2 separate regions of the Sus scrofa genome follow, and region 2 is linked to region 1. The links are chromatin contacts, called in public HiChIP or PLAC-seq maps. All regions are on one chromosome and are shown on one strand. The core of a region is the stretch at or near the end of the contact, and the rest is flanking DNA. Distances in the headings are between cores, read along the strand shown. Region 1 has its middle 44 kb from the start of UBASH3B. Region 2 overlaps UBASH3B (ubiquitin-associated and SH3 domain-containing protein B).

Region 1 (5,172 bases), core at 923-3,422:
CTGCCCTCTTAACAAATTTGTAAGTGTGTGATACAGTGTGGTTAGTGTAGCTACAATATTGTACAGCAGATCTCCAGACCCTATTCATCTTGTGTAACTGAAACTTTATACCCACTTGCCAACTAGAGAATGTTAATTGCCACCTGGTTCTACAAGAATTAAATTATCAGCTATTGCAGTGACCGACTTCAACATACCCTGAAAGGAATTCAGATTGGGATGAGGCATGCTGTGCTCTGGAAAGCTGGCAGAATAGGACTCCAGAGAGTTAGATATTTTCAGGAGAGAATCTTTAGGATTCTGGATTCTTGCATCTTCCCATACTTAGAAAAGCACTAAAACCATTAACTTAGATACAGTTTCCTTGTAACTAGCAGCAACCTTCTACAGAGATGTGTGCTTGATTGCATTCTCTCCCCCCACCACCCTATCCCCGCCTCTTCTCTGAAGCAATAAAAGCACATAATGAAAGACATAGGTGATCTTCCCATGCAGACTTCTGGCTCATGATGTCTTAGGGTCAACCACTAACATTTTTTTCCCTCCTTCCAGAAATGCTCTCTATGAATATACATTTATGTATCCCCACCTTTTAAATATAAATGGTAGCACAGTTGTTTTCTATGTATTTGGTTTCTTAACATTATGTTTTCAAAACTTTTCCAGGACCTACACCACCTATTCTATTGAAGAGCTATATAGTATTCTATTATATTGCTGAATCATGGTAGGGTATACCTGTTTCTCTCTTGTACTATTAAAGATGCTGCAATTAATATTCTTGTACATGCATATTTGGAGACATATATATATGTATATCTCTGAGGGATCAATCCTCAAATTGAAATTTCTGCATAAAAGGATAATATGTCTCTTCACTCTTGAGAAATCTTATTAAATTTCTTTCCAAAAGAAGTTGTATCAAATTACTCTCTCAACAACAAAATATAGAAACTCTCATACATTACATTATCCATTTTTTATTTTTGCCAATCTAAATTTAAAATGATGTCTAATAGTTTTAATTTGCATTTATTTGAAAAGGTATAATAATAGTGCAATAAAAGTAACAAAAACAGTAACAAGTAATTGTTAAGTAAGCATTTTTGAAGTACTTTGTATATATTTAAATATCTTTTTAAATACTTAAAAGTCATTCGTAATTATTCTGTAATTTCATTCTTATCCTTTGTCCATTTTCTTTTTTTTAAAATATAGCTGATTTACAACATTGTGTCAATTTCTGCTATACAGCAAAGTGACCCAGCCTTACACACACACACACACACACACACACACACACACACACACACGTTCTTTTTCTCCTATGCCATCATGTTCTTTTTTTTTTTTTTTGTCTTTTGTCTTTTTAGGGCCACACCCGAGGCATATGGAGGTTCCCAGGCTAAGGGTCGAATTGGAGCTGCAGCTGCTGATCTATGCCACAGCCACAGCAACGCCAGATCCAAGCCACATCTATGACCTACACCACAGCTCACAGCAATGCCAGATCCCCAACCCACTGAGTGAGGCCAGGGATGGAACCCACAACCTCATGGTTCCTAGTCACATTTGTTTCCGATGCGCCACGACAGGAGCTCCTATATTCTATCATGTTCTATCCCAAGAGATTGGCTATAGTTCCTGGAGCTGTACAGTACGACTTCATTGCTTATCCATTCTAAATGTAATCGTTTGCTTCTGCTAACTCCAAACTCCCTGTCCATCCCATTCCCTCTCCCTTCCACCTTGACCACAAGTTCTGTTCTCTTTGTCCATTTTCTGTTAAGGAGATCAGACTTTGTATATGACATGAAATGAAAATATTTTTCCCTAAAGAGACAAAAGACAAAAAAAAAGAAAAGAAAAAAATTTTCTCTAAGATGTAATCTGTTTTTTGACTTTATGGCCTTTTTAAAATGCAAATTTTTTACATGTGGGAAAATGCATTGCTCTTAAAAAAGTTAAGGACTTCTGGTTTCAGGTTCTGCATGTAGGGAGCTTAGAAGTTTCCACTTCATCCTAGCAACAAGTAAAAAGGCTGAACAGACTGAAAAAAATCAACATTACTAGCATCTGAAAGCCAGATGAGGACACAGGACAAACTGTAGCCAGTCAGATGAATATAGGAAGTCCTGGCTTCCCCAAACAGAGGCTCGGGACTAGAAACCACCCGGAAGCCAGGGCTGGGATAGGAAAAGCAGAACCATCACTGACCAATTGCTTGCTGGAGGCTCAGTGTGCACCAGGCTGAGAATTAAAAACTCTGGGGAGGAGCTCCCATTGTGGTTCAACAGCTTAAGAACCTGAAATAGTGTCTGCGGAGATGTGGATTCGATCCCTGGCCTGGCTCAGTGGGTTAAGGATCCCGCATTGCTGAAAGCTAGGGTGTAGGTAGCAGATGCAGCTCCAATCTGGCATTGCTGTGGCTGTGGGATAGTCAGGAAGCTGCAACTCCAATTTGACCCCTAGCCTGGGAATGTCAATATGCCACAGGTGTAGCTGTAAAAAGAAAAAAAAAAAACAAAAAACACAAATCACTCTAGGGAAACCCAGTCATGGGGGACCTCCACCATACTCTGGGAGTTCTACCTCTGGGAGCTTGATCATATTCCCACAGTAAATTTTGGAGAAAAAGCCCCTAGTGCTTCTGGCAGGGGTAGAGGAAAAGGAACATTTATATATTTATTTATTTATTGGCCATACCTGTGGCATGATGAAGTTCCCAGGCCAAGGATCAAATCCACGCCACAGTAGTAACCTGAGCCGCAGCAGTGACAACAGTGAATCTTTAACCTCTAGGCCACCAGGGAACTTCTGAAAAGGAACCATTTCCCAACAAGCCAGAGCCTTCTACTTTTCTTAACAAGGCCTGCCTTCAGGGGAAACTAGTTTGTTTTTGATTTTTTGCTTTTTTGAATTTTCTAGGGCCGTACTCGTGGCATATGGAGGTTCCCAGGATAGGGGTCTAATTGGAGCTGTAGCCACTGGCCTACGCCACAGCCATAGCAACGTAGGATCTGAGCTGCATCTTCGACCTACACCACAGCTCACGGCAACGCTGGATCCTTAACCCACTGAGCAAGGCCAGGGATTGAACCCGAAACCTCATGGTTCCTAGTCGGATTCGTTAACCACTGAGCCATGATGGGAACTCCCGGAGACTAGTTAACAAGAGTTTAACCTGCCAGGGTACTATCAGAGCCTAAGTGACCTGGGGAGGGAACTACCCCACACTAGCTCACTCCAACCATCCTCTCCCACTTAAGGAGGGGGAAAGAAACCCTGAGAAAGTCTTGTGAAGTTTGCAGTGCCAAGGCTCAGACTCACTTAAAGACTAAGACCTTGAGTCCCACTGTGGCTCAGCAGTAATGAACACAACTAGTATACATGAGGACAGGGGTTCCGATCCCTGGCCCTCCTCACTGGGTTAAGGACCTGGCGTTGCAATGAGCTGCGATGTAGGTCACAGATGCAACCTGGACCTGGTGTTGCTATACTGTGGTGTAGGCTGGTAGCTGCATATGCCTTGGGTGCAGCCCTAAGAATACAAAAAAGACCAAAAAAAGAGAGAGAAATACCTAGGTAAATATCTAGTTATGTGCAAAATATGTGCAAGATCAATCTGAGGAAAACTATAACACTTTGGTAAATAACATCAAAGATTGAATAAGTGGAGAGATATTCCATGTTCATGGATCAGAAAACTCAGTAATGTCAAGATGTCAGTTCTTCCCAACTCAAGATCTATAGATTCAATGCAATCCCAATAAAAATTCTGGCAGGTTATTTTTGTGGATATTGACAGTCAGATTCTAAAGTTTATGTGGCAAGACCAAAACCTCCAAATAGTCAACACAATATTGAAGGAGAAGAATAAAGTTGGAGGACAGACACTACCCAACTTCCAGACTCACTGTAAAGCTACAGTAATCAGAACAATTGATTGGTATTGGTGAAAGAATGGACAAATAAGTCAATGGAGCAGAATAGAGGGTCCAGAAACAGATCCACATAAATACAGTCAAGGGATCTTGGACAAAAGAGTAAAGGTAATACAATGGAGCAAATGTAGACCTTTTAACAAATGGTGCTAGAAGAATTATATACTCACATGCTCTAAAAATTGTTTCACTGCCCTAAAAATACCATGTGCTCCACCTATTCATTCCTTTCCTTTCAGTGGTTCCCCTAGGCACAAACCTTACACCTTTCACAAAAATTAGCACAAGAGGAATCATAGCCCTAAAACATAAAATGCAAAACTATAAAATGCCTAGAAAACAACAGAAGAGAAAACTTATATGACTCTGACTATAGTAATGAATTTTTATTTTTATATTTTATTGTATTTTATTTTTGCTTTTTAGGACCACCCTGTGGCATGAAAGTTCCCGGGCTAGGGGTCAAATTGGAGCTGCAGCTGCCAGCCTTCGCCGCAGGCACAGCAACACCAGATCCAAGCTGTGTCTGCTACCTATACCACTGTTCAAGGCGGCACTGGATTCTTTTTTTTTTTTTTTTTTTTGCTATTTCTTTGGGCCGCTCCCGCATATGGAGGTTCCCAGGCTAGGGGTCGAATTGGAGCTGTAGCCTCCGGCCTATGCCAGAGCCACAGCAACGCGGGATCCGAGCCGCGTCTGCGACCTACACCACAGCTCACGGCAACTCCGGATCGTTAACCCACTGAGCAAGGCCAGGGATCCAACCCGCAACCTCATGGTCCCTAGTCGGATTCGTTAACCACTGCGCCACGACGGGAACTCCTGGCACTGGATTCTTAACCCATTGAATGGGGCCAGGGATTGAACCCACATCTTCATGGACGCTAGTCAGGTTCATTTCCTCAGAGCCACAACGTGAGCTCTGTGATGAATTTTTGGAAACAGCATCAAAGGTACAATTCACAGAAGAAATAATTGGATCACCTGGACTCTATTAAAATGAAAAACTTCTGCCCTGAGGAAGATATTGCTAAATAACAAAAAGAAAAGCTACACAGCAGGATAAAAATATTTGCAAAAGACACTTCTGATAAAGGAACGATGTTCAAAGAAGTCTTAAAATTCAACAAGGAGAATACAAACAACCCAGTTAAAACATGGACCAAAGACCTTAAAAGACACAAAGAAGTTTTACAGATGGCAGGTAGCATGTATAAAGATGTTTCAC
Region 2 (5,172 bases), core at 725-3,224, 130 kb before region 1:
CTGACTTACAGAAACGGGAGATAATAAAAGTGTGTGTTTTAAGTCAATACGCTTCTAGTGTGGAGTAAAAGAAAATGAATGGATGTCCACCTTTCCAGGAAAGGGAAAATAGGATGGAAAGTAACATCAGGAGTTCCTGTTGTGGCTCAGTGGTTAACTAATCTGACTAGGAACCATGAGGTTGTGGGTTTGATCTCTGGCCTTGCTCAGTGGGTTAAGGATCCAGTGTTGCCATGAGCTGTAGTGTAGGTCACAGAGCGGCTCAGATCCCGAGTTGCTGTGGGTGTGGTATAGGCCGGCAGCTGTAGCTCCAATTTGACCCCTAGCCTGGGAACCTCCATATGCCACAGGTGTGGCCCTAGAAAAGACAAAAAGACACACACACACAAAAAGTAACATCAATTGAGCATTGGTTGGTATGGCTACCGAGACCAATGTAGCATTAAGAAGGAACCTAGGTATCTAATGTCAGAGATGGGAGGCCTCAGTCCCAGAACCAGTTGAAACTGGATGATCTGATTCCTTTGTCATGAATATATCCTCATCTCACTCCTGCCACCATTTAAACCTGATTTAGGCTGTTACATGGCCAAAAGTCATAGCTTGGTACTTAAGGGAGGGGTTGAACAGAGTGGCCAGGACAGACTCAGAGTCACAGAGTGGGGCTGGAATCTGCAACTTCCCTCTCTAGATGCCAGACCCCACGTAAGTGACCTAACCTCTCTGAGCTCGTTCCCTGGGTAACAAAAGCTCATTCCAGGGCTCTGGTACAGGTATGTGAAATGGCAAGAAGGAATGGCAAGTTCAAGGTCTGCATTCCTCCACCACTGGCTCCCTCTCCACCCCTGCCGACTGCCCTTCCCAACTTTCTCCAACTCTCAGGTTAAGCCTGGTCTGGAATTCTCCTGGACAGAACAGTTCTTGGCTGATGCCTGAGAGGTTTACGCTGCAGCTAAAATCCCAGGAAATTCTACCCTCCCTGTTCCAGCGCAGTGAGGCGGCTGAGAGGTCAGGTTCAATTTCCTGATGTGGCTTACTGCTTCCCCTTTCACGGGGCATGGGGGAGGTGGGGGGGCACTTTCTATATCACAAAGGACTTGAGCAAACACGCTGGGAAGTGAGAGTGGTCCCAGCTCTCCGGGCAGCCTCCTGTCTGCTGCTGGCCCGACTCCCGCCCCCAAGACCATCACCCCTTTGTCGTGTTGTCTGATCCCCTGGGCCTCAGTTCCCAGAGCTCAGAGAATGAGGCAATACCCCCTTGGGTGGGCAGAAAGCACAGTGCCACCCTGGGGACCTTAGGAAGCCTCGTCAAAGGAGGGTTTAGGGTTTTTTGTTTGTTTTTTCTTTTTTTTAAAAAAAAACAAGGTCTTATTTTCCCATTAAATTTCTGGGAGCTGGGAGCCCTTCCACCTCACAAGCCCTCCTCCCTTGATGCTTTAGGAGGAAAGGGAACAGGAACCAGAAGTCAATCAGTAATTTTATTTTATGGATAGAAAAATACAAACCATTCGTCCAGTATCCCATGCATAGCCTGGAATAGCTAGATTTATCAGATGTCTGCTAATACCTAGGACCACGATGGGCCCCTCTGAGCATGATGACGTGTGTATGTTTGTTAAGTGTGTGTCCAAGATCACAAATTCTGCTGACGGTATAGGTATTAAGATATGATATTTAGGATGCTTACAGAATTTCAGGCCTTGGAGATCAATCCTCTCGTGTGGCAGATGAGGAACTAAGACCGCCCAGGTAAACGACAGGCACAGGACGCCAGGTGTCCTAAGTCCCCAAGCTGTGCTCTTGGCACATCACCAGGCTGTGTCTCTGGCTTTTTGGCTTAGACTGTGCTGCTCGATGTCCTTTTGATCTCGCAACACTTCTTGAGCTCCAGGCAGGTGCTCCTGTGCTGAGAGGCTTCTCCCCTCTGTGCGGTCTTGGGTCCTACTTCCTTCTTGGACCTCCTCCCACAGCTGCCCCCGGCCTTACCACAGCCCTCCACACTGAGGCGCTACAGCCTTGGAGAACAGCTCCAACCACCCCCGATGTGAAGGGAGCAGAGTCTGCAAAGAGCCAAACGTGCCCCCTTCCTGGGATGCAGGAAATAAGTGGGGTGCGAGGGGAGGAGGCGGGGAAGGAGGAAGTGTCAGGTAACCATCTTACTTAATCCTCAGGGCACGTCTTTTAGGTGTTTTGCAAGATGGGGAAGCAGAGGCTTAGAGAGAGAGAGGCAGAGCATTAGGCTTAAACTTACAAACGTGCAAGCTTAAGAATCCAATCCAGTTACTGGCTCCAAGGAGCAAGACGTGGTCCTACATTTCCGATTCACAAAGAGTACCTGACTTAGCTCTCTGTGGCTTTCAAGGCCAAGCGTGCCTAAGAATTTTTCACACCATTTATTTTTACTGCCACATTCAAATGTCACCCCTGACTGCGGTCGGCCTGGATTCCTCTCAGGCCAACACATGGTGATCTTATGTCACAATGCAGGGCTTGATTCTTTCTGTCCTAATTAACTGAGGCTCTTCCTTAACCAGCTCGTGAGCCAGCTGCCTAGGAACCCTGTGTCCTGTGTCCCTTGCCCTCCACCACTGGACTGAGGGCAGAGTCTAACTTCTCCATTCCATAGGGCAGGGAACTGAGGCTTGGAGAGAAAAACGACTTCCTGAAGGTCACGGTGAGTTGGTGCAGAGCTAACTTAGAACCCAGGACTCACAAATTATTGTCATGTACATGACTCCAACCCATCACTTCTTCCCACCGCTTTGACTATCCATTGGGTGCCCCCGGGAGAAGGGCTGAGCTGGGGGGACAGCCAATTCTGGTCTGTGGCTCTATCACTGTGTGATCCTGAGCAAGTCTCTGACCTTCCTGGGATCGTGGAAAACGGAAAGGGCTTAGATGGAGCTCAAAGTCCCCTTCCAGTTCCAATGGCCCATGTGTTATGTGTCCTGTGGGTTCTCTTCTCCTTCCTCACACTGGGGGAGGCAGCTGGGCTGTTTCCATTCCCCAGGATGACAGTGAGAGGTAAAACAGAAGAGCCAGATGTGGCCTGATGAGGAAGGGTAGCCTGGCGAGGTTGGGGGAGGGGGGCCATGGAGACTCCTCAGGGGCAATGACACTGGATAGCAAAGCAGGAGTCACACTTACAAACACCCAAAGCAATGGAAAGCGGCCCTCCCTGCAGGTGGCAGCCTCCAGCCTCACTCTGCTTCACCCAGTGGGAAGGAACCATATTCTCTCTAAGCCAAGCGTGCTCGGTCTGACCCCGTCAGCGGCTCTCCCAGATGAAACACAGGTTGGGGGTCCTCCAATTGCTAGTCTGTGTTCAGTAGTGTAGTTAAGACCCAAAGAGAACGACTCTCCAGGAAAGTGAGGAGCCATTTTTGGCTTCTCAGGGAGACAGCGTCCTTGAGGACAAGAGAGAGGGTCCATTGCCACTTCTGGGGTGGCCGCCATATGCTAGAAAGGCAGCCTCCACTATTCTGAGGAAAAGATTAATTTCATCCTGTAGTTTGTCTTTCTTAGCAAATGAGTGTAAATGTGGAAATCCCCTCACTATTGCCATCAACTGTGCTGGCCAATATGCTCGCCACTAGCCACATGCGAAATAAAACTAAAAATTCAGTTCCTCATCACGCTGGCTGCGTTTAAGGTGCTGGTGGCTACCATGCTGGCCGGATAGATACAAACATTCTCACCCCCACAGAGTGCTGAGGGGACAGGGACACACTAGAATATAAGCTCCCCAAGAGCAAGAATGTGGCCTTGTTCATTTCTAGACCTCAAGTCCCTGGAGAGGGGTCTGGCACACACTTGGCACTTAATTAACAACTTTTTTGGGAGGAGGGGCCATGCCCACGGCACACAGAAGTTTCCAGGCCAGGGATCAAAACCGCACCACAGCAATGACAATGCCGGATCTTTAACCCACTAGGCCAGCAGGGAACTCCTTGAATGCATTTATTGAATTCGCAGTTAGGCAGGTTTGATAGGGCAGAGAATACAGTTGTGATGGTATGGTGATAATAGCAACTCAAAGTTACACGTCAGACTTCTTCTAAAAAACTCTGATTTCCCCTAGTGTTCATTCTCTAAGAAGGTTTCTGAGCCCCCATTGGTGCTTCCCTGGCCTGGGTGCTAAGAAAGACAGGAAAAATCAACAAGAGAAGGACGTGAAATGTATTTGGAAGGAGCAGAGGACTAGGAAAAGGGAAGACCCAGGCTCCAGTCCTGATTCCATTCACAGGGGCAATCAGCCCCTTTGAATCTCACTCTCTTAAGCTGTAAAACGAGAATACTACTACTCTCCCCCAGGAGCTGTTTGCATGAAACCAAATGAGATAATATAACAGAATATCCTCTGGAAACTATAGTTTGTGTCATTGACCTTGCCTTCAAGTTGCTTCTGAGTCCCCACTACATGGTCCTTAAGAATACTTTGCCTCATCCACCTGCTCTCTGTGCCTTGGGATCATTACTTCAATCTGTCGTGTGCACCTCCAAGGAAATATTTCTGCTTAAATACCCCTATTATCATGCCCCTGTGCCCCAAAGACCAAAATGGCTCCTTACTGCCTCTAAGATCAAGACCGGTCTCCATCCTCTAATGCTTTTGGTACTATTACATGTCCCATTTGCTTAGGAAGCTCCTAATTCATGACCATCAGATAAGACATTTCTGAGGTGAGAAACTGTTCCTGTTCCAAACACATCCCTGCTCCACCCAGACCTTTCCTCCTTCCACCTCCTCAAATTGCAACTGCTCCCTTGAACTCACCCTGTCTGTAACTCCAGCCCCCAGCAACTCTGGTGCCTCTATTCACCTGGAGGTTTCCCACGCTGGTCTAGGAGGATGCACAGCAATGATGGATGTGACGTGGAGCCCAGTGACTTAACATGGCATTCGAGGAAAGACTGGAGCCCTATTATTAGCCAAGATCATTCCAGAAGATGAGCCCAGCCTCCCAATCCACTGCAGAAGGCCGGGGTGTGTGGCCCCAGACTTCACCCTCCTTATAATGAACACCATCCTCCTTGAAACAACAGGGTTGCAGCCAGGCAGCCATTGCTTGTGTGAGCCCTAAGCCAGCATAACAGTTCTGGCTGAGTATAAACAGAGCACCCAATTAAAGCACCCAATTATAGGGCAGGCTAGAACCAGGAGTGGGGCTT

The links. HiChIP or PLAC-seq counts read pairs in DNA pulled down with a chosen protein or histone mark.
Region 2: an H3K27ac HiChIP or PLAC-seq map of alveolar macrophages shows a contact between it and region 1. The contact joins two enhancer-like sites. A contact is called at or near these places in 2 of 5 promoter capture datasets (fetal liver and liver), 9 of 47 Hi-C or Micro-C datasets (alveolar macrophages, blood, brain and 4 more) and 2 of 2 datasets of contacts at active chromatin or transcription factors (alveolar macrophages and skeletal muscle).

The regions. Positions count from the first base shown.
Region 1 is chr9:49,584,396-49,589,567 of Sscrofa11.1, reverse strand. No RefSeq gene overlaps it. Among named protein-coding and RNA genes, the nearest start is that of UBASH3B, 44 kb to the left of the region's middle. Within about 2 kb of position 2,172, at least 4 of the 83 cell types and tissues checked have an H3K27ac peak or open chromatin away from gene starts, as enhancers often do. A contact at or near this core is called in alveolar macrophages, where this site is marked.
Region 2 is chr9:49,715,868-49,721,039 of Sscrofa11.1, reverse strand. The region is part of intron 1 of UBASH3B (ubiquitin-associated and SH3 domain-containing protein B); the gene reads right to left. Among named protein-coding and RNA genes, the nearest start is that of CRTAM, 64 kb to the left of the region's middle. Within about 2 kb of position 1,974, at least 16 of the 83 cell types and tissues checked have an H3K27ac peak or open chromatin away from gene starts, as enhancers often do. A contact at or near this core is called in alveolar macrophages, where this site is marked.